Regions from separate parts of the Mus musculus genome. Here regions 2, 3 and 4 are each linked to region 1. Evidence: chromatin contacts called from public HiChIP or PLAC-seq and promoter capture Hi-C data. All regions are on one chromosome and are shown on one strand. The core of a region is the stretch at or near the end of the contact, and the rest is flanking DNA. Distances in the headings are between cores, read along the strand shown.

Region 1 (5,885 bases), core at 2,334-4,833:
AGAGTGCCGGATTCTGAATGCATATCACTCAAAAGATGTTCTTAATGGAGCCAGGCTGAATGTGGTGATGTGTTGAGTCCAGAAGTATGGCTAAGATAATCTAAGATCAATCTAAGTCAGATGAGAGTTCAGAGACTTTGATAAGTCATGTAAGATGGAGATGGTGTGTGTATATTCTAATGATTAGCTCTAACTTCTTTGGTTTAGGCTTGTGTATTCTGAATTATCACTAGATGTTTAGTTAGTTTTTATGAGAGAGAGAGAGAGAGAGAGAGAGAGAGAGAGAGTCATGATCACTTACAGGATCCAGTTTGTGAAATACAAATTAAAATGAGAAAAACATAGTATCAAGACTTGGGTTTCATTTTTAATCTTTCAACTGCATAGATGACCTCCATGGGAAATCTCTAAGTTCTTTGAGTTCTACTCTCTGAAACAGTTCAGATGACACCATTATTTCCAATAATGACTAATACAAATCCAAAATTCATATTGCATGAGTATATTTTTATTTATGTAGGTCTATCATGAAAGATGAAGTTAGAATATTTCTTATGTGTATAACTGGGGAACTGAAAGAATAGTTTTCAAATTCAGCAGTCAAAACAAAACTCACTGGAGAACCTACAGCTGAAATATTCCCAGACCAAGATTCTTCAAAACACAAGATGTTTTGAGTAGTAGCATCATGTCATGTCATGGAATTATTTAATGTACAAATGGTTTGAAACGCTTAGACTGTCTTTGAATTATATAAGTTAATTGCATGTTTATAATTGAGTCTAAAGCTCAAAATCCGCAGCGCCAGGAATTGCCGATAATGAGCGCTCAGTGTGACAGAGATGGGTGAATCTAGACTGATGCATACGTTCAGAGATATTCTTTGGAAAACTGGGTTCTGATCTTAAGACCCCGACATTCATTGAGTGCCATTCATAGTGACAGAAAGCTTTTAAATTAAGTCAAGAAATCATTTGGGACCAACCAACATCCTAATATAAATAATCTCAGGAATTCAGTGTGTTTGTAAATAGCTGTTTCCTTGACCCAAACCTACTCCCAAGCTCTCCCACATGAAGAGGACTCTGCTGTCACTGTAAATCCCAGATATGTCACATCTAGAAGAAGCTCTGATGGAAACAGATCCAACAGTAGGAAACATTTCCAGGTTGTAAGAACCATTTATAAGACCAACTTTTCTGAAGGATTAAAAGGGTTAAAAACTCCAGTGAAAACATATCTATCATTCCCATCTATGTCCAGCATCCTTACAAAGGATTTTAACTACAGTGGTTTTTGCTAAACAGATACCCCCCCACACTTTTTTCAGCCAAAGGTTATAGAGCCCCGCAAGGGTGGGTGAACCACAAAACTGTGAGCATATTTTTACGTTGGCAAGAAAAACAAAATGTCAGTCAACTAAATTTAAGATTGTTCACACACATCTGCTACCAACAGAATGCTGTAAAAAAAAAAAAAAAAAGAAAAGAAAAAGAAAAAGGACAAAATGGGGAGCACTCACAGTCTAAATAGCTCTGTGTGTCTTCTGTTGTTGGGTGATTTGCACTCTTTCAATAATGATTGAAAGGCTATCAGACCTGAAGCTAACATCTGTTGGTGGTTTGTCATGTAGCAACAATTTCTAGTTAAGCAAATACATAAACAACCATATCTCAAACTGTCTAAGCTAGGTAGCGGCGGTTATAAATACATCACCAAAATGTTTTCCAAAGAGGAACAAATGTAAAATGCTTCACTCCTGACAATATTGTACCACATTATGTCCTTGAGAGACTGAGAGAGAGGAAAAGATTGACAGATAACAGATCCCTGAATCTAGCAAGCCTCACAAACCCAACTTTAGAGCATACAGCAGGCACAGGTTATGACACCAGCCTCACATTGTCTGTGTTATTGAAGGATAGTCTCTCCACTCAAAAAAGACTTGTCCAAGGTCCACTTCCTCTAGGGAATAGACACAGCTCATGAGAAAAAGAATGTTAAAACAAAGTCCCACAGCACAGCTACTATGGGGAAAAACACTGTTTCCTTCTAAAATCCATGCAGAAACGTAAAACCCAAGCAAACAAAACTAAAAGATCTGGGTGGTAAAGCTAGGTTTCACACATTTCAAATCGCTTAGTTCTCTTAAATATTGAGATCAATTTAGGAAAGCTCTAGTGTATCTACTAAGCAAAGCTGTCAAAAATACATATAACAATAGCACCTTAGTGCAAAATTAAGTCATGTCTTTTTAAATTATACATTTCACATACTGTCAAGAATAAGTACCATTTATCTAAAAATCAAATGGCAAGTTACTGAAGAGTTAAGATGAATGGCAATTCAGCTGAAATTAATATATAATAGAAAGAAATATCTATGCTTGATGTTTTCAAATATAAGAACCATCAAGAGAAGTGAGTTTTATATCATAATAACATTAAAAGAGTGTCGTTATACTTTAAAGTAAAGGGTTTAGCATATGTGTCTGAAACTATATTTAACTGGCCTGAAAAAATTTTTTTCTTTAATTATGTTTTAAATGGCCCTATGTTCTCCTACACAGAATATGTGCTGGGGTCGTTATTGGCAGCAATTAAGAGGATCTTCTCCCTTGGTTGTGTGAGGTTGTAATATACAGTTCTCCAGGGGTGTACGGATGATTTGTAAGGGTGGCTAAAGAATGATTGGGGGGGGGACGACAATAAATTTGTTGTTTTTGAATTTTTAATTTAAACAGTTAAGTTGGAAGTTTTGAAACTAAATAAATATATCTAGTGATACTAAGATAGCAATTTCAATAGCCCATATCTAATCATGTTATTTTAAGAAGCTGCTTATAACCTCCATCAGTTCCGCTGTATGTATTTGATGCAAATAAATGCCAGCGCTTTAAGTCACAATTGTCACCTGTGTGTCTGAACATTAGGACAGCTAAGTGCTCTTTTGGAATGGAAATTATGATCTGTGGTCTAAGAGTTTAACTGCTCTTCAGGTTAGTGACCAATCAGAAACCCCCTTTCAGCCCCTTCTGATTACAAAGAGCAACAAACTGCACATTTGAAACTATCTATGTATGTTTATAAAATGATAGTTCCAAAACATCTGGATTGTATATTTTCAGTGTAGTTAATTTGTGTTGGAGTTTTAACTTTCAACATTCTCAAAATTCAAAGTACAGACATTCACATCATAGAATGCAATATTTTCTTTAAATGAGCATATTAGCTCTTTCTAAAATAACATTTACCTGGTTGTCTCTAAACTTTAAAATGCAGTGAAGAACCTATCTTTTATAGTGTCTGTTTTATTAGACTTGGGGGTTACTGTTCCCATATGTCTATGGTATACAAGACTGGATGTGGAAAACTTACTCTGTCAGCTTGCTTGCCTGGGTCGCAGTCCCACGCGGCCCTTACGCGCTGCTCAGACCTCTCCATGGTGCTGAAGAGCTACCCTCGTCCATTTGAGAAGGAAGAGCGGTTCACTGAAACCGCCTTGGAAAGGAATCCATAGAGAGCCACTTTGTTAGCAGGTAAAGTTACCTAGAGAGTTTCTACAGCGCATGCCGCGAGGTGTGATGTCTCCCCTTTAGTTAACAACCCCGGCAGCTTAAAGCAAATCTTGGAGCATAAATCTTCAAAACTGAAGGAAAAATGTAAGTTTCCCAAGAGAAGAAACTGCCTGGTTTTTGTCTGCGTTGTTCAAATAGGGGGAATAAACATACAAAGATGACCAGGCTCCTTGGAGAACAGAGAAGTCCAAAGAGAGAACCTCTTGATCTTTATGAAGAGAACAATTCCCCTCTAATATGAAGCACTTGATTCACCTAATCTTCATTAACTTAAAAAATATATGAAAATAAAGCTGAAAACTCCACAAGGCTCCATTGTGGAATTCCACGATACACACTGTGCAAGCAGCTCTGCCTCCCTCTCGTCCCGGCTTCTGTCTGCTGAAGATTCTCACAGCAAATATCAGCAGACTCTTCTGCTTCTCGTAGGTTACCTCTTTCTGAGGCTGGAATGTATAAAGAGCCACATGACACCCAGTGATGTCATCTTGAAAGCAGGTCACAGTTGCTGCCGTATGTAGATGAAATCCTTCTATTAAGTATTTAGCATAATGATTTTCTTGAAAATCTATTTGCATCAAATAACTTGGTCTTCCACCAATACGGTTAACCCTATCAACAGAATGCCTCAAAGAGGTCGATTCCCAGCTCACACGCGAAGCCGTCTCGGGGTGAGCTGGGATGAGCTTCTGGTGTGCCTCAGGAGATGTGTCATTATGATCAACTCATGAAGAGTGTGAAGCCCCTTCTCTGCTCCCCAGGAGCTGCCGTAGAAACGAGAATGATTTCTTCAGACATGGAATCTACTTCGAAAACAACTCAGAATTTTTAGCACGTTAAAAAAAAATGTAATCTTCTAAAAATCAGATCACCATGACTGAGAAATAAAAGCTCAAGCAACTCCCTTCAACTCCTAACACTATTTTATTTAATGGGATAAAACATTTCAAAAGCATCAAAAACTTACTACTTCTGAAAAGATTTGAATTGTATTTTCAAAAAGTTGGTAGGGAGCTTTCTTTAATTATTCACAGATGTTTTAAATACAGAATGAAGAAATAGTTAAAATGTTAACGATATATTCTAAATAAGCCACTGTAAAAGATAACATACAGGTACAGTTTTAAGGAACTTAGGATGAGAGTGTCCAGTTTTATTCTATACAGCATGCTTCTCTTTTATTTCTAGTTAGTCACATAGCCTAATTAAAGATTTTTTTTTTCAGTCATGATTGGCAAAACTTCCCCATGCGTGAACTCAGTAGGTTATAAGAGGGGGAGCATGCATGACAGGGTAAGTGAAAGGCGGGGGAAGGGAAGAATTGCAGAGGAGGGAATGGAGGGGGATACGGTCAAAACACTTTAAACACGCTTATAAAATTATCAATCAAAAAGTTGTCACAAAAGTTCGTGTTAGTACAACACTGAAATAACTAATATATCAAATTGTATATAAACATACAAAAGTGAAAGCAAGTAAAAAATAAGGATGCTATGCCGCCGGATACAAAGCCAAAATATTGTTGCATGGAGTTTTGGATTGCCTTCTTCCAACCTCAAGTTTCCCTAAGGGAGCACTTTTCTATAAGCCCCACAGCCACTGGTGTCCCTCTTTTCCTCCTCTCCGGGAAGCTGGAAATTGCTCAGGCTGAGGGATTACAAACTAGGGCCTCTGTGGTCCTGATTTGTCTCCATGCCCAGGACTCCCTTGGCCTTGCTTGTGGGTGGGGTCAACAGCTTTCAATGCTACTGGTGGCTGCTAACAGTTGATTCTAGAGTCCAGTGATGATGCTCAGCCTTGCCTCTGTCTGAATTATACCCAGGATTCTAATGTTGGTAAGAAAGAAATCTCAGATGTAGATCCCCTGCTGTCTATCACTCTTACTTCCTAAGAAGATGTTCCTAGAAAAGGTGTTATCTACTAACTTCTGAAATCCCACCTTCCAATAGCACTGATTTGTTGGCTAGACTTGTCTGGTTTAAAGCGTGCACACACACACACACACACACACACACACACACACACACACACACAAATATTCATATACATTCTATGAGTCAGCTGATGTAAGAAGTTTTATGTGCAAACTAACTAAATAAAACTTTCAATTGTATAATATAGCTCTATAATATAGGTCTAAAAAGGGGGATGCCAAAGTCTTAAATGGCGTATCACACAATGCACTATTCAATTCATATTAATGCTATTATTGAGCCACTGAATTCTATGGATCAATTTTCTGATAAGATAAAACTAATAATGTATTTTATGGAGAAAGAAGATTGGAAATGTGCGAAAGTGTCTCTTT
Region 2 (5,377 bases), core at 2,013-4,512, 220 kb before region 1:
CTTGTGCTGTAAGATCTAGAATTGACAAATGGGACCTCATAAAACTGCAAAGCTTCTGTAAGGCAAAAGACACCGTCAATAAGACAAAAAGACCACCAACAGATTGGGAAAGGATCTTTACCTATCCTAAATCAGATAGGGGACTAATATCCAATATATATAAAAAACTCAAGAAGGTGGACTCCAGGAAATAAAATAACCCCATTAAAAAATGGGGCTCAGAGCTAAACAAAGAATTCTCACCTGAGGAATACCGAATGGCTGAGAAGCACCTGAAAAAATGCTCAGAATCCTTAATCATCAGAGAAATGCAAATCAAAACAACCCTGAGATTCCATCTCACATCAGTCAGAATGGCTAAGATCAAAAATTCAGGTGACAACAGATGCTGGCAAGGATGTGGAGAAAGAGGAACACTCCTCCATTGTTGGTGGGATTGCAAGCTTGTACAAGTACTCTGGAAATCAGTCTGGCGGTTCCTCAGAAAACTGGACATAGTACTACCGGAGGATCCCACAATACCTCTCCTGGACATATACCCAGAAGATGTTCCAACTGCTAAGAAAGACACATGCTCCACTATGTTCATAGCAGCCTTATTTATAATAGCCAGAAGCTGGAAATAACCCAGATGCCCCTCAACAGAGGAATGGAAACAAAAAATGTGGTACATTTACACAATGGAGTACTACTCAGCTATTAAAAAGAATAAATTTATGAAATTCCTAGGCAAATAGATGGATCTGGAGGGCATCATCTAAGTGAGGTAACCCAATCACAAAAGAACTCACATGATATGTACTCACTGATAAGTGGATATTAGCCCAGAAACTTAGAATACCCAAGATACAAGATGCAATTTGCAAAACTCATGAAACTCAAGAAGAACGAAGACCAAAGTGTGGACACTTTGCCCCTTCTTAGAATTGGGAACAAAACACCCATGGAAGGAGTTACAGAGACAAAGTTTGGAGCTGAGACAAAAGGATGGACCATCTAGAGACTGCCATATCCAGGGATCCATCCCATAATCAGCCTCCAAACGCTGACACCATTGCATACACTAGGAAGATTTTGCTGAAAGGACCCTGATATAGCAAACACCATCAGTGGAAAGAGAGGTCCATTGGTCGTGCATACTTTATATGCCTCAGTACAGGGGAACGCCAAGGCCAAGAAGTGGGAGTGGGTGGGTAGGGGAGTGGGGGGAAGGATATGGGGGACTTTTGGGATAGCATTGGAAATGCAAATGAGGAAAATACCTAATTAAAAAAATTTTTTAAATTCCAATGCAATTCTTCATAGAAATTGAGAAAATAATTTCAAAAATATTGTGGAAAAGCAAAAGACTGAGGATAGTCCAAATAATCCTGAACACAAACAATGTCAGGGAGTTCACCATTCCTGGCTTCAAATTGTACTAAAAAACTGTAGTAGCAAACCAAGCATGACATTGAAATAAAACTAGACACCTCCATCGATGGCATAGAAACAATGGCCCATATATAAGCCCATGTACCTACAGCCACTTGATTTTTCCAAAGTTAATAGCAAAAATATACATTGGAGAAAGCATCTTCAACCAATGTATTTGATATAACTGGATTGTTACATGTAGAAGAATGAAACTTGATGCTTATCTGACATCATGCATAAAACTCAACTCTAAATATGTCACAGACCTCAACCGAAGACCTGGTAGCCCATCTCTGATAGAGGAGAACATGATACTTGGTACTTGAACATGAGCGTACCTTGTCACTAAGCAATTCTATTCTTAGGTATAGAGCCAGCAAGTCTATGAATGTTCTTCAAGCGCTGCTCATAATACTCTGACATGATAACACCCCAAGTGAGTTTAAACACTAGGATTCAATGTAATTCATTTATACTCTGTATGTATTTTTTTAAATGTGCACACACACATATCTAAACTTATTTTATTTAAAACCATTCTTTTGCTATCTAGTTTCCTATACTCAGAAAAATTACCCTCCTAATATATTCCTACTAACAGAATTTAGAAAATACCTCTAGGGTCAGTTGATTTTATTAATTTTGTTGCAGAAACAAAGTATACTTTACAATCTGCACCATGTATGATAATTTCTTTATTTTTATCTCAGTACTGAAAGATCCAACATATCACTCACTGGGAGGTAGAATTCTATTCTCTCAATTACAGGAATCATAGCTCAATGACAAAGCTAGCGAATGGCAGGTTTAGGAAATCCTTTGAGAGCGTATGTAACTTATCATTAAGCATCCTGCCATGCCTCATGCTGAATTGACCTGTGGGTGGCATGATGCCTGCTATTACCAACTCAGTTCCTAGGCTCTGTTCAACAGAAGGCATAGAATCACTTGGAGCAAACTAAATAGTCCCTTGAAGGGCTGTGCAAATGACTTTGGATAGTATCCAACAGAGGGTTTCATTGCTGAAACTGGAGTTTAGATTCACCATTGTAATATTAAGAAAACTCTGACACATTTTATTTTCATTTATGCAGTAGATTAAGAGGAAAGAAGAATTAGAGAAGAAAAATGATACCCTGAATACCTCACGTCTAGAGTTCTCTGAAAGCCATTTTCATAGGTACCACCATACAGATGTAAGCTTCATCCATAAATTGAAGATGGGCAAGGCATCAGCCTTGAGAGTGGGCAAAGTGTCAGCCTTGAGAACATGGCTCTACATATTTCAGAGCAAGTTCACAGTTCCTTTAAACTTTATTATTTCTGACTTTTCTCCTTGAATGAACTTTGAATTTATGGTTTAAGGTAAAAGAGAACATTTTCCTTCATAGAATGTGAACCTTGTGGATTCTAAATTCTGAATTCTAAATTCCAGCATTTAGAGAGAGACTTCGATTGGGCTTTATTTCTAAAACATTCGCAATTCTTGATTCATTAAAAGTGTTTGCAAAACAGTAAAGTAGATTTGTGTTGATTTGGATCGATTAAGCAATGACATGAATTGTTCACACACATTTGTTCCCATCTCCTTCCCTTGCCCTGCTTTCCCATGCTGAGATTTGGTCTGGAGAGATATCCATAAATCTATCAGCCACCAGGGAACGAGCCACGTCTCCAATGGCTTTGCTGCAGTGGATCCATGAAAGCCCCTTTAAGTAACTGCTCTCTGGGAGGTAAATTAATCAGACAGGGAAAGCAGCAAAGAACTCGTCATAACTCCAGCGCTCTTAATCCGTTCCATGATCCAAATGCGCATGTCCCATAAAAAGCTCCCTTAAAAAACAGTTTAGAATGTTTACGCTTCTGTCGCCATCTGCTCTGACTCTTTTCTGTATCATCCTGGTTTATGATCCTCCAAAACACATATTACCCGTTTTCTGAATGGGCTTGCTGATACTCTTTGCTGTCAGTTCCATCTAACTCCCAAGTCCCGAGTATTTGTGATTCACAAGGGCAGCCTCTGTGCCCATCATTTCGCACTGCATCAGCAGTTCAATCCTTGGGCTTAACCTTCTGTTCAGTGTCTTTATTACTCAGCTCCCCAGGAACGTGGCTGCAGACTGGGTCTGCTGCCTCCTCAGCCGCCTGCTACTCTAATGAGTTTCCAGGCTGTATTTTATCAACGCAACGTGTCAGGGACTTTCTGTTATTGCTTTGTGTTTTGATGGGTTAGTGTTGGTTATTAAAAGAGAGCACACATTTCCCCCCTCCCCTTTGACAGGCACATTGAAGGCTTTCTGTAATAGGTGCCAACACAGGAACATCTGGTGTACATTTAATGATGCATTGTTGTATTGTTAACTTAAAGCTGTTACGCGCCTTGATACACACATAATGGGCCTCAAGAAATTAAGACAAAATTAAATGTAAATGTTTACACAAACTATATTTCCTTTCTTTTCATTCAGTCATCTGTACTTGTACTTTCTGTATAAGGAAAAGAAAGGGCTATTGCAAAACTTTCCTAGCTTCCATGAGCCACATTGTAAGGAGCTGAGTGCCTAGTTTCTCTTCTAGATAGGAGCTACAGCTGAGGTCCAGTGGTGCCATGGTGGTCTTGCTAAATTATTTAAGTGCTGTCTGTGCTCTCTGGAAATTAACTAGGTGGTTAAGAAAAATCTTTATCCCCTTGATATAAAGGTCTTCTATGCAGTAAAGTATACTGCAAATTTCCTGAAAATATTTTTTTTGGTATCATATTACTAGGTTGGGCCTCCAATTTAGCACTTGGTTAAATGCTAAAATGCATTTGCCTCTTTTTCTTACACTGCTGGGAAAGTGCACCAAATAGCCCTTCCCACAGTGAAAACTCACATATCCAAGGGCAGGAAGAACATTTCAAAGCCATCCCCAGTGCTTGAGATTCTTTGGAATAAATAACTTTTTTCTTAAGCTACCAGGCCTATGGCATTGTTCACAAGATAGCCCTGTTTTCCTTTCTGAAGAAACATAGGGTCAAAACGTAGTTGAGTTGTTCATGAGGGAGGGAGAGTGCCAGAAGGCAAGTAGAGGGAATGTAGAGAGCGGAGGAAAGTGAGAGCCACAAAGCAGGAGAGGGAGAGGAAGAGGGAGAGGGAGACAGGGAGAGGGATAGAGAAATGGGGGGTTGGGGGAGAGAGACAGAGACACAGAAAGAGAGACAGAAAGACAGAGACAGAGAGACAGACAGAGACAGAGAAAGACAGAGAGACAGAGAGAGAGAAAAGCAGACCAACAAAACAATTTAAACAGATTTCCTGAAAAGACATTTACAAAAAAGAGACATTCAAATGGCCAAAAAGTAGATGCAAAAAAAAAAAAAAAAAAAACCAAAAAACAAAACCAAAACAAAAACCCAAAAACCAACCACCAACCAACCAACCAAACAAACAAACAAAAAATTTCACCATAACTCACATCAAGAAGATGCAATTTCAAACCAAAATGAGATGTGGTCTCATCCTAGACACAAAGAGTATAGTCAAACAAGTACAGGGTGTACTGAGGGTATGGACAGAAGCTGTTTCAGCCATTGAAGGAAGCAGTAGATAAAATAGACAATTATAGGAACCAGCCACCCTACCACTTGGTCTACAGTTAAAAAAAAAATCAGTACAACAAAGAAATACCTATGCTTCAATGTTTATTCTAACACAATTCACAATAGCCAAAGTATGAGTTAACCAATGTGTGTGCTGATGGATGAATGGATAAAGAGAAAACATATATGAATATTATTCATCCATTAAAAGGATATACTGTCATCCTGTCATTTTGAGAAACATGGTAACATGGATAAAACTGAATATGATTATGGTAAGTGAAGTAATCCAGGCACAGAAAGACATATGCACATGACCTCACTCATATGAAATCCAAAAATAGCTGATTTCAAAGAAGAAGGGAGAATAGTGTTTTCTAG
Region 3 (5,243 bases), core at 1,673-4,172, 240 kb before region 1:
GAAGTCTGACAGAGAAATCTGGGGGGATGAGGCAGATCAGGCTGCATCACTGAAGGAGTAGTGAAAGGTGACGTCAGGAAAGCATGTGGTTTGTCAGAGAAGGCTGCCGAGGCTTGACGGGGACAGGGATAAATGTTACATATTAGGGATGGAATAAAGTATGTGGGCAGATGTCAGAAATCTGGGCGGGAGTGATCTGCGAGCGAAACCTACACCATGAGTCTCCTCAATAAACCTAAGAGTGAGATGACCCCAGAGGAGCTGCAGAAGCGGGAGGAGGAGGAATTCAACACAGGTCCCCTCTCAGTGCTCTCGCAGTCGGTCAAGAACAACACGCAAGTGCTCATTAACTGTCGCAACAAGAAGAAGCTGCTGGGCCGGGTGAAGGCCTTTGACAGGCACTGCAACATGGTGCTGGAAAATGTGAAGGAGATGTGGACTGAGGTCCCCAAGAGCAGCAAGGGCAAGAAGAAGTCCAAGCCTGTCAACAAGGACTGCTACATCTCCAAGATATTCCTGCGTGGGGACTCGGTCATCGTGGTGCTGCGGAACCCGCTCATCACTGGCAAGTAGAGCCTGCTCCCTGCCCTGCAAAGGCCTGAAGAACCCTGCCCAAAGGGTGAGAAATAAAACCCTGTGCTTTTTGTTAAAAAAAAAATCTGATGAACATTAACCACTAAAGTAAAATTTAGAGATAAAGATGGGCAGTGTCGAATGGGGAGCATCACAAATCAATAAAATAATTCAAGTATAATGATAGACATATTTACATATAAACATAGAGAAAAGGATATTTAGCATATTACGTTGGATATAAATATGTGTCTAGTTGTGTGTATGTATATATTTTCAATTGTATAGGTAACATATTAACTATTTGTGGAGAAAATTAAAAAAAAAAAAGCATGACACTCCACTCTCCAGGTATGACATTGTCCAAGGCTTCATACTGAAAACTGTGACTTAATTAGTGACTCAATGTTAATCATGTGGAGGTTTATAGTGAGAAGAATTTGAGCAGAAAGTTCAAGTCAGAAGATCTTTACAGTTGATAATCTTGTCAACCCCAACTCCCTGTTAGGGTTGGCATCATCAGGCAGTGGGACAAGCTGACGAAGACTTCTTTCCTTCTTCCCTCAGATAATTGCATTATCATATTTCCCTTAAGATGAACATGTCAAAAGGTGTCCAACCGGATTACAACCCTCACCCTTTCCAGGGGGAGGTGAAGTTTGCTTGTCTTTTTCGACACAGCCTGTCGATCTGGAAGGTAGAATTTGAGATTTTGAACACAGAGAACTGTTCTAGACCCTGGTTTAGCAGAAAGATCAAATCCTGGGTGAAGGTTATAGGAGAAGACAGAGTGTGGGAGTAGGGACTAAAGATGGTCCAACTGTTATACTGAGTTTACTAATTTTGTCTATCCTGATATACTTTTCAAATCTTTTCTATGACTGCATTTGGAAGAGGAAGAGACTGAGAGTAGACTTGTGAAATTTCTGTATGTCAGGACCTTTAAAAAAAAACTCTGTATAGGCAGGGCCTGGGAGCACTGTGACCTGACTATCAAAATGTCTGAATGTCTCGACAGTTTCTCAGACAGAAAGGAGTCTCTTTCTTGACCAGTTTTTGTCACAGAAACCAGATCATGGCTCTGAGGAAGTCTGGTTGCCAAGACAATTATATTCTATGTTTCATCATTATTGTGACTTGCTGGTAGACAATAGGGGGTGCTTTCCTTCCCTGTCAACAATAGCTCAGGTGTTCTTAGGTTGGCTCCTTAAGGATATTTGCCTGTGATGGATGTAGAATAGTCCCTGGAGCTGTTTGTGGCCACACCCATGCTCCCTCCCCAGAGAGACTTTGCAAGTGGCTTTCACCCTTGCAATGACCTGGTTATTATTTAGATCTAAATCTCTTTAAGCAATAAATATATATGTATCCGAGTTTCTCTAGCAATGATGATGATGGTGTGAAGAAGCCCAAAGGCAGGGTGGATATTTGTCTGTGAATTAAAAATGTACCTGGTTGTTTCTAAGGAGAGAAAGAAAGGGTGTGGAGTTGGGTGGGTGAGGAGGTTGGGAGGATCTGGGAGGATCAGGGGGAGGGGAAACCGTGATCAGAATTTATTATATGAAAAATTTCTATTTTCAAAGAAAAAAAGGGGGGGAACCCTGGACTAAGAGGATTTGGAGTTGATTTCAAGGGTGTAAGTCAGAGATCACAGAGCCTGAGATGAAGAGGCTGCCAGGCAACTGGAAACTCTAGCTCAGGAGAAGCAGGGAAACAGTTGCTTGCCCTTACCTGCTCAGGTCAAGGGTATTTGATGCTCCTGTGGTTTGTTAAAAAGAACTCTGGCCCTAGTCACAAACAGAATCTTTAAGTTTACTCTAAGGAAACAATTACCAGGAAAGGCAAAACCACAGCGGGAGAGGGAGAGGGACCTTCCATGCGCACATCAATGCATATTAAGAATAATGGCAGAGCTTCATTTTTCCAAAGGGACTAATTTGTCCCTTTGTTTCACCGAATGCTTGCTGAGCCCCCCTGAGTAGTTCAGAAGGTGTATCTCAGACCACCATCTACCTTACTCCATTAAAATGGATGTGTCCTTCACTTCACGCAGATTCTCACCTAGAGACTTAAGTTTACAAACAAAACATGGATTATTGCTGTGGTGAAAGAATCCTCTGCACAAAGATGAACAGCAGGACACCTCTAAGTAACATATTTCCCTGGTGGGTTTTACAATACAATTCTTGGCAGGGTAATTTGATCTGCATACAATTTTTCAAGACACACACCTGCAGGTCACAAGTGGAGTGTCTGTATATTCATGATGGTTACTGAGATGGCTAAGCATCTCAGCCTAGATTGTGTTGGGGTCGATCAGTCACCGGAGCTGGTTCCTGACCACTGGTGCTCCTGCAGACAACTCACAGGAAGCTTTGTTTTTTTAGCTGCTGATCTCCTGGAGGGAACCCAGCAGGGAAGAAACAGGCAGATCTTGCATTAGCTTTCTAAGAAGAGGTAATGTCCTGATTAGTTTCTGGACTGACTAAGTATAGTGATTTAGAGTCATTCACTCACTGTAATATATGCAGATGTTTTTGACTTAAAAAGAAAGTAATCACGAGGGCTGTTATTAGACACTAACAGAACAATGTACTAGAATGCGCTTTAGTGGGAATGCCAACACATTAACTATTAGTGTTTATCACTGAGCCCTCCTCCCGATGCTCAGAACAGAGAGCTGTTGATCCTCAAAGATAAAGTGATTAAACACTGAGGCTGGCTTTGCTCCCAAAAGATGGCACCAGCACCAAGGCTGGAACAGAAATGTATTTGCCAAGATATCTAACTTCAGTTTAATATAGGAAAGACTGGAAACCTACAGGTCCATTAACCACCAAGCTGATGGGATGTTACAAGGCTTGCACATCACAAAAGGCAGTTCTGTGACAAAGTGACTGGAGTCCTATTTCCATCTGCTCAGGGGCACTTGACACTTGCCAGCCCAATGAACTGCCCACAAGTGCTGCTGGCCTCTCAGTATCTTGAACACAGCTTATCAGCAGGAAGAACCATTACCCAGCAGGAAAGAGATACAATGAGGACAATAAACTGAAGGGGGTGACTGAAGAGCAATAGGGGAGAGCTAGAGGGATGGGAATTTCCATGGACAGCAAGTTCAACAATGTCGGGATGATGTAAAATGTCACTAGGGAAGTGACATGGGGAGATAGTGATGGTCTCAGCACAGAGAAACAGAGCGTGATTTCAAACACCAAGGGGTAGAATATCAGATCTCAGAATCAAATGCAAACACAAAGCAGAACAAAGACCATGTGTTAAAGGTTAAGATGCCACAGGGCTTGAGAACTGTATTTTGTTTGAGTCTGTAAAACAATGGGCTAAAAAGCTACTTCCTGCAGGCAACTGACCTATTAGAAGCAGGAATCACTCTCCTTGGTCAATAGTTGCCTTTGGGGACATATACATGATATTAATCCTTCACTCAGCCTTCTGATCTACAAGAACAAATCATAGTTTCTGGTTTTTATCTTGGACCTAGCAATGACTTATTAATTTAGCAACATATGTCTGTTATATTTACATTCTTTCTAGGACATCGTGCTACTATTGGTAAGGGATTATAATCAACGGGACAAAAGGAACTAGTTGACAGCATTAGAACTGTACTCATGTGTGGACTATACTTAAAACCTGAAGCCCGTCTTGACCTGACACTATGAGACAGAAAAAGTGATGATTATTAGACACAGATAATCTGTACTCTGTTTCCTAGTGAGATTTTTTTTATAGAAATAAACAAGAGAAAAGGGAGACTTTTACAATACAATTTCTCCTTTTATTGATAGAAAACGGTTGGCATTTGGAAAATGTTCAATTCGTCTTGAAGCCAAACATCCCTAAAGTTTGACCGCAGAGGTTCATACTAAAGCCATTATCTCATAGCAAGCAAGCATGGGAGTGATCTCATGCATCACATGAATGGCTGGCTCTGCAGGGACTGGTGGACGGCATTTGACTGGGAGGGGATGATGTTAGAGCTTGCAGTGAAGTACTAGACATCAACAGGAGCAGGATCACATAGTGGACACCTTGGCCCAAAACGAGAGATGGAAGGAACTCAGCAGAGAGACCCTAGAGTTTGTGAATTTTGCATTAACATCTGTAAACATGAGCCTGTAATAGGTGACCTCCATGCTAAAGCCCTTAGATGCAGGTATTTTGGCTTTGAAATGCTTAAGACTATACTTTGACCATAGCTAGAAGGATGTGCAAATGTATAGACTGTGAAAACAGCACAGTGGTAGATTAACCACATAACTCACACAGTGGATTATGACAAACCAACCTGCCTCCATCTAAGGCTTAAAAACCATCTTATAGTAAAGACCAACTAGGTTCATTCCTGCTTATGATTAAATCTCTGTTTCTCAAGAATTGGGCTTGCCCAACCTGTAACCTTAACTACAAATGGTTCTGTAATGCCTGTTCCAAGAAATGGCAACCATGCCTTCATTTCTAAAGGTTATTATGACCACCCTGTTATTGCTAAGTTGTTATGATGACCTTGCAGCCACACCTTTGTTTCAAAAAGTTGTTACAACCAAGTTATGCTTCTGTGCCCCTTCTGTAACCCTGCCTACCTGTGTGTCGAATCCCCTGGAACCCCGTACTCCCGGACCATAAAAGCCTTTATCTCATCCATGTCC
Region 4 (6,149 bases), core at 1,727-4,226, 190 kb before region 1:
CTTGGATTCAGAAATGGCAGCTTTCCAACTGACCAGAAGTTAATTCTACAGTGATTTGGTTATCACATCTTCCTGCAGATACAGGCTCACTCCCTATCCATCACTTGAAACATTATTAAGATCTCTTTTTCAAATGGGATGATAATGTCAGACAGACATACACAAATAATCCAGTCTTGACCTGGGAAGATGGTTCAGTTGGCGAAGCACTGGCCACTTAGTACTCATGTAAATGCTGGGCAGGCAAGTTGCCTACCTGTATTCCCTGTGCTTGGGAAGTGGAGGCAGGGCATCCTTGGGGAAAGCTTGAAGGCTAGACTAGTTGAATTGGATAGCTCTGAGTTCAAGTGAGAGATCTTGTCTCCGTGAACAAGGTGGAGAATTTTGGAAGATACCTGGTATCAACCTTTAACCTTCATAGGCGTGTATATACACATGTGGACATACATTTATATTACACAGAATCTATCTGTCTCTGTTGCTGTATCTCTTTCTGCCTCTCTGTCTCTGTGTCTCTGTCTCTGTCTCTCTCTCTCTCTCTCTCTCTCTGTCTCTCTGTCTCTGTCTCTCTCTCTTTCTCTTTCTCACATACACACACATCCTTCCTCATGTCTCAGTGGGTATTTGAAAAACTATAATGCTGCTAACAAGGGCTGTTAGCCTTGTGCCTTGATGCCTTGAAATGGGAAGAGAGAGGCAACTGGGACCCACAGCTTGCCAGAAGCATTTCTGTAGCCATTTATTGGGTGACAGGCAGTGTTAGCCCCTGACCATCAGCATCTGTAATGGAAACAGGCTAGTTGTCAGGCTGAGTCTGAGCACTATTTGGAGAGCGCCGGAGTTCCTGTCGCCCTTCAATCAAGCCATTTCAGATGGTCTCCATAGCATCCACTTATTCCGGGCACACAGTGGCAGCTGGGCTGGAAGGAGCCACTGTGAGGGCTGAACATCTGGTCTAGCCCTAGTTCTGCCCTTCAGTGAGCTGGTCCAGAAAAGACTCAGTTTAAACCTCAGCCTGCTTCTCTGTTTAGAATAATGAAAGGGAGGTAGAAGGAAAGGAATGTGAGTCTTCCTTGTGAAATGTCAACAATGTGGTCATGCATCTGTAATGCAAATAGATTCCTGAGCCAAGCTCATCATTTCTAAAGAAAAACAATGAAACATTTGAACCATGCAGGGAGTGTTGTGTAATAAGCCTACATGCAGTACCACAGCTAGAGAACAAAGCAAAGCACAACAGGCACTGTCTGTGTCCCTCCACTAAGTCCCTTCCCCATACACTAGTAATGGGGAATCTAGCATGTATCCATTCTGGGCACATATTTTACATGTGTAAAATTATGTAAGTATGTACATATATTACTTCTAAATAACAAAAGCAGAATATACTATCATGGCATACTCTGAATTTAAACTAATCGTATCTTGCTATACTATTTTGACACGTCTGTGTCTAGTGATGCACTATGGGGACACATCCTTACCCATGTAGGTATATTTGAAACTCTGTCTTTTCTGAAAAATTACTCTTATGGTGATATAATAATGCATAACCCTCTTAGTAAAGTCCAGATGCTCACACTTTCGCTGAGACTAGGTACTGTCAGAATTTGAAATTGGTGGCAAATTGGTGATATGAGATGTTCTCTCCACATGGCTAAACCTACATTTTCCTAAATAGTGATGCTGGCCTTTTAACATGTTCAGTGGCCATTCAAGTGTCCTTTCCTGGTGCATTCCTAGCCCCTTGCATTTATCCTTTCTTTCTCGCTTTCTTCTCCATCTTTGTTCTAAAATTACTATTGATTTAAAAAACAAAAACAAAAAACCTTTTCTCCATTCTGGATCCCCATCTGTTATTGTGCCTTTACTTTTCCAATGGTGATTTTGATGGATTTGAATTGAAATTTTAACATGGCCACACACCAGTTTTTGTTTTTATAGTCCGTGCTTTTGGTCTTATCTGTGCTTAAGACATTCTTCTCTAGTCTCAGTTCACAAATATATCCAATTACACTTTCTTAATGAAAGACTTAAAGTTTCGTCTCTTATGCTTTGGGTTTTCATTCATCTAAAATTGGTCTTGTGTATGTCACAAGCCATGGGCCACCATTTTGTTTTCCTTATAGTTAAGAGTCTCAATAGAATTTATCATTACTATTATTTATTATTATTATCATCATCTGTTGGTTTTTTTTTTGAGATAGGGTTTATATGTGTAATGCTGGCTGTCCTAGAACTTTCTCTGTAGAGCAAGCTAGCCTTGAACTTACAGGGATCCACCTGCCTCTGCCTTCTGCTTGCTGGAATTAAAGGCATTCACCACACTGCTTGGCTCCATATAATTTAATAAAATAATTATTTTTCTTATGGTCTCTAAAGAAGGTTTATTTATGTACATATAAATGCCATCCTTATGCACATACATGTCCATATGGTCTGTTTATCTATCTTTGTGTGGAAATTATACTGTTAAAATTACCATGGCTTAATAAGAAGTCTTGACTTAAAATATCAACAAATTTGGCAACTCTCTCAAGCTTGCTCTCCTTCATAATTGTCTTGGCAGTGTGCTATCTATTGTTTACACGTCATCTTGACAAATAATTTGGAAAATTCTATGAAATTTCTGTCAGGTTGCACTGAATTAATACATTAACTTGGAAAGGCAGAGAAGATGTGTTGTAGATCAATTATATAGCAATTCAAATGCTTACCTCATGCCAGAGCCTGCCCTGAAATCTCTTAGGAAGCATCTTGGTCTGGGCCTGGCTTATTAAACCTCCTCGTTTCTAGATCCCACCTGGCTCTGTTCCCACACCAGGTGCCCCTTCCCTATGAGCAAATGTTCCACACTTCCTCTGTTTTTGTGACTTTTGCAGATTCTCCTCCTTCTGCTTGAAGAACTCTTGGCTCTCATCTCACTAACTCCCACTGTTTATACATTTTCCCTTCCCGAGAATTCCCTGTGTCTTGTTCAGGAGGGTGATGTGCAGTAGGCATCCCTATTCACTAGGGTAAGATGCAGTAGGCATCCTAACTGGTCCCCAGGCCCCCACTGCCATAAACCTCCTGTGGTACGGTAATTTTCTCTGTTTCCTATGGCTCTGAGACCAGTGAGGACAGGCTGTGTTGCTTCTGGAAGTCTCTCCTGCACTGAAGACTCCTTAACTCTGGGCACCTGGTTGGTGCTCAATAAACACGGTTTTGTACATTGGTTATCTACCAGAAAGAAGTACATGTGAAAGATAGACTTTTTCTTGGGGAGGGGTTAAGAGTGTACAAAAAGTAGTACTTGAAGCATGGAGAACATAGAGTCTGGTGGGTTAGTAGACTTGTATGTATTAGTCATCCTAGAGTAGAGAAATTCATTAGAACTAACAGATTAGGGCTGGCAAGATGGCTCAGTGGGCTAAAGAACTTCCTGGGATGTCTGATGACTTGAGTTTGACCTTCAAGTCCGAGGACCCAGATTGGGGCAGGAAGAAATTATTGTACAGTTTGTCTTTTGACCTTCTCATATGTGTGTACCCACATAATAAATAAATGTAATTATAAAGAAAAATTAATGGATTAAGGATAAATATACAAAAAGTTATTGTATTATGATCATCTTTACTCTTGAGCATACGTAGGTTTTAGGATTGCTTCTGCTATTTAAGTTGTTTGGGATGTAAATATATTTTTAAATCTCACTGATTCTTTAGTAATTATTAGGATATTTCAAAATTATAAAAATGACTAATTCCATGGCAGGTAAGAGTTGGTTTTATTCAGATATAAGATATTCTGGGATAAACATTGTAACAGTTTCTAGTTCACTCAGTATGGCATCTACATTGTTTCTCTCGGCTACACCTAATTTGTCTGCACAAGGTTTCAACACAATGGATATGACGGTTTCTTATTTCTCGTTGCTTGAATTTGGGCCCCAGTTGCCCCTCCATCACAGTCTCTTGCTATTTATTTTTCCTAACTTTTTTGGTTGCCCTATCCCTCAGACCTAACCTGAGTAGCATTCTTTCTGGAATGGTCTCTGAAGAACAACTAGAGGCAGAAGAATGAACAACCAGCTCTGGCTCGCACAGGGGGCATCCTCATGTCAGCAGACCATCCTTTGTTCCACATCTTCATATCACGCTCATCTCTTTTACATTTCTATCTCCATCCAGATGAGTTCCCCAAAGGCAAGAGCCTGAGCAATTCTGTTTTCATCTCTGAAGCCGGGCATAAAAGGGGCTATGATTTGCTGGTCAGTCTCACCTTTAGCAACTTTATTTATCTATTTTCATCAAGCATGTTACTGACTCAGCTTTGTCCCCAGTCCTTTATAAAAAGTTCACTGGAGAAATTAAACATGTAATTTCTTGGACAGCCTATGTAAGTTACTGGTTTTATTTGATAAGTCTATAATTCAATTTGTGAAGAATGTGATAAAATTATTAAAAAACTGAATAATTTTGTTCTAAAGTAAATTTTTAGTGGGAAAAAGTTGTTAACAACTCACAACTTGTTAATAGATAGAGGGTCAACAACATTTTGATTCTTTTTAACGAGATGAAAAGGAGTCAAAGTTCTACTATAATAACACCTAAGTTAATTATGTAAAAAAGTTCTAGTATTGTTTGGAAGCTTTAATATTATTTCCATGCTAGGTTCTTTTATGAAAGAATCAAAGGCAGAGAAACATGCAAGGGGCAGACGGAGGGATACCTGACAAAAGAATGAGACTCTATGATTCTACTGAATAGTACAAATTGCTTATTTGATTAGCTCAGTTGGTTTGGCATTATAAAATCATTTGAATGTCAATTTAATAAACACCTTTAAATCCCTATTTAATTATTTATTTAGTATGTGTGTGTGTATATATATATATATATATATGCCATGCAAGCATGCGTGTGTGTGTGCACATGCACACACACACACACACACACACACACACACACACACACACACACACACGCCAAGGTGCATATGTGTAGCTCAGAGAAGAATTTTCAAGGAGTCAGTTCTCTCCTTCCATATTCTTGGTTCCAGAGATTGAACTCAAGTAGTTAGCCTTAGCAACCTGTGCCATTACCTACTTATCTATCTTGTTGTCCTGAATGTCTAGTCGGATATGGATTCCTAATGGTGACTTAATGTCTTCAAAGAGATCAAAATAAGTTACAATTGTGAAAAGAGAAGTTATGTTGTGTATGCAGAAGGAAGCAGCATAATAAAAGGCTGTAGAAAACGTTCACTTCTTTTGGAGTGGGTCATAGTCTTTTCAAAGGTGGAAGGATAGATGTGACCCATTGTGCATCACAATGGTCTTAGGCACTGAATAACCCTGTGAAAGTCTTCCAGGTTGGTTGGGTCTGTCTGTCTGTCTGTCTGTCTGACCCAGAAAAATATCAAATCAAATAAAAACTCCTAGACTGCTTTGAAGAGAAGCTACTTAATGTATGGTATAATTCATTAAGGTCTGAGTTTAATCTTTGGAAATGCAAACAGAGTTCTGCCATTCTTCTCTCTGGTTAGATGTTGCAAAGCTCATCACACAGATATTAATGAGGCAGAGATGAAATGAGAGCATAGATGGGAAAAGCTTGTCTCTCCTGAGCTACAGAAGCTGATCATTAAAAATGCCCTAGAAGGTTAAATAAAGAAGACCCTAACCTTAATTATAGAGGACATAATTATATAGATAAATGACAATGTCAGTAAATTAAAAACAGTTTGCTGCAAACTCAATATGCTATGTCATTTCCCCCATAGAAGTCTATAAAATGAGATTGCACCTCAGCATCAATGTCTTCCATGGCATTTACGATCAGGGAAACAGGGCAGATGTTCACACCATAACCTATTGAATCATGTTTTTGCTAGGAATTCCAACCACTGCTGTTACACATAGTCCATTATGAAGACTTTGGAATCCATTTATTTTTCTATAGCCAATTGTTTCTTTAGGCAAAATGTGACTGGATCCATGAGTGACTATTTTGAAGATATGTTAGTGGAAACATGACAGTTTTTCCTGACCCCAGTTAAGAATGCATAGTCCTGAATTTCAACACAAAGAATGTATCCACGAGGCAGAATCTTCCTCCACTCAGCCCTCTGGGTGATCACTTTAGGAAGTAGAGAACAGAGCCACT

The links. Promoter capture Hi-C pulls out the DNA fragments that hold promoters and counts their contacts. HiChIP or PLAC-seq counts read pairs in DNA pulled down with a chosen protein or histone mark.
Region 2: a promoter capture Hi-C map of hippocampal neurons shows a contact between it and region 1, with 8 times the contacts expected there. The contact joins the enhancer-like site here to the promoter of Schip1 in region 1. A contact is called at or near these places in 5 of 39 promoter capture datasets (the HPC-7 cell line, embryonic stem cells, hippocampal neurons and 2 more), 6 of 484 Hi-C or Micro-C datasets (the HL-1 cell line, cerebral cortex, cortical neurons and 1 more) and 1 of 9 other capture datasets (embryonic stem cells).
Region 3: an H3K27ac HiChIP or PLAC-seq map of embryonic stem cells shows a contact between it and region 1, with 4 times the contacts expected there. The contact joins the enhancer-like site here to the promoter of Schip1 in region 1. A contact is called at or near these places in 2 of 39 promoter capture datasets (hippocampal neurons and liver), 1 of 15 datasets of contacts at CTCF or cohesin (embryonic stem cells), 3 of 484 Hi-C or Micro-C datasets (the N1E-115 cell line, embryonic stem cells and olfactory sensory neurons), 4 of 115 datasets of contacts at active chromatin or transcription factors (embryonic basal ganglia and embryonic stem cells) and 2 of 9 other capture datasets (adipose tissue and embryonic stem cells).
Region 4: a promoter capture Hi-C map of hippocampal neurons shows a contact between it and region 1, with 5 times the contacts expected there. The contact joins the enhancer-like site here to the promoter of Schip1 in region 1. A contact is called at or near these places in 3 of 39 promoter capture datasets (the HPC-7 cell line, frontonasal cranial neural crest and hippocampal neurons), 5 of 484 Hi-C or Micro-C datasets (adipose-derived mesenchymal stem cells, cerebral cortex, forebrain and 2 more) and 1 of 9 other capture datasets (embryonic stem cells).

Annotation. Positions count from the first base shown.
Region 1 is chr3:68,062,500-68,068,384 of GRCm38.p6, reverse strand. Schip1 (schwannomin interacting protein 1) reads right to left here and starts at 3,583. Exons shown (of 8, transcript NM_001113421.1): 1 at 3,378-3,583. The coding sequence starts at 3,443. The region is part of intron 4 of Iqschfp (Iqcj and Schip1 fusion protein); the gene reads right to left.
Region 2 is chr3:68,281,651-68,287,027 of GRCm38.p6, reverse strand. The region is part of intron 4 of Iqschfp (Iqcj and Schip1 fusion protein); the gene reads right to left. All of the region lies in intron 1 of Schip1 (schwannomin interacting protein 1), which reads right to left. Among named protein-coding and RNA genes, the nearest start is that of Schip1, 220 kb to the right of the region's middle. Within about 2 kb of position 3,262, at least 19 of the 459 cell types and tissues checked have an H3K27ac peak or open chromatin away from gene starts, as enhancers often do. A contact at or near this core is called in hippocampal neurons, where this site is marked.
Region 3 is chr3:68,304,155-68,309,397 of GRCm38.p6, reverse strand. The region is part of intron 4 of Iqschfp (Iqcj and Schip1 fusion protein); the gene reads right to left. All of the region lies in intron 1 of Schip1 (schwannomin interacting protein 1), which reads right to left. It also overlaps the pseudogene Gm5848. Among named protein-coding and RNA genes, the nearest start is that of Gm22073, 240 kb to the left of the region's middle. Within about 2 kb of position 2,922, at least 7 of the 459 cell types and tissues checked have an H3K27ac peak or open chromatin away from gene starts, as enhancers often do. A contact at or near this core is called in embryonic stem cells, where this site is marked.
Region 4 is chr3:68,247,483-68,253,631 of GRCm38.p6, reverse strand. All of the region lies in intron 4 of Iqschfp (Iqcj and Schip1 fusion protein), which reads right to left. All of the region lies in intron 1 of Schip1 (schwannomin interacting protein 1), which reads right to left. Among named protein-coding and RNA genes, the nearest start is that of Schip1, 190 kb to the right of the region's middle. Within about 2 kb of position 2,976, at least 4 of the 459 cell types and tissues checked have an H3K27ac peak or open chromatin away from gene starts, as enhancers often do. A contact at or near this core is called in hippocampal neurons, where this site is marked.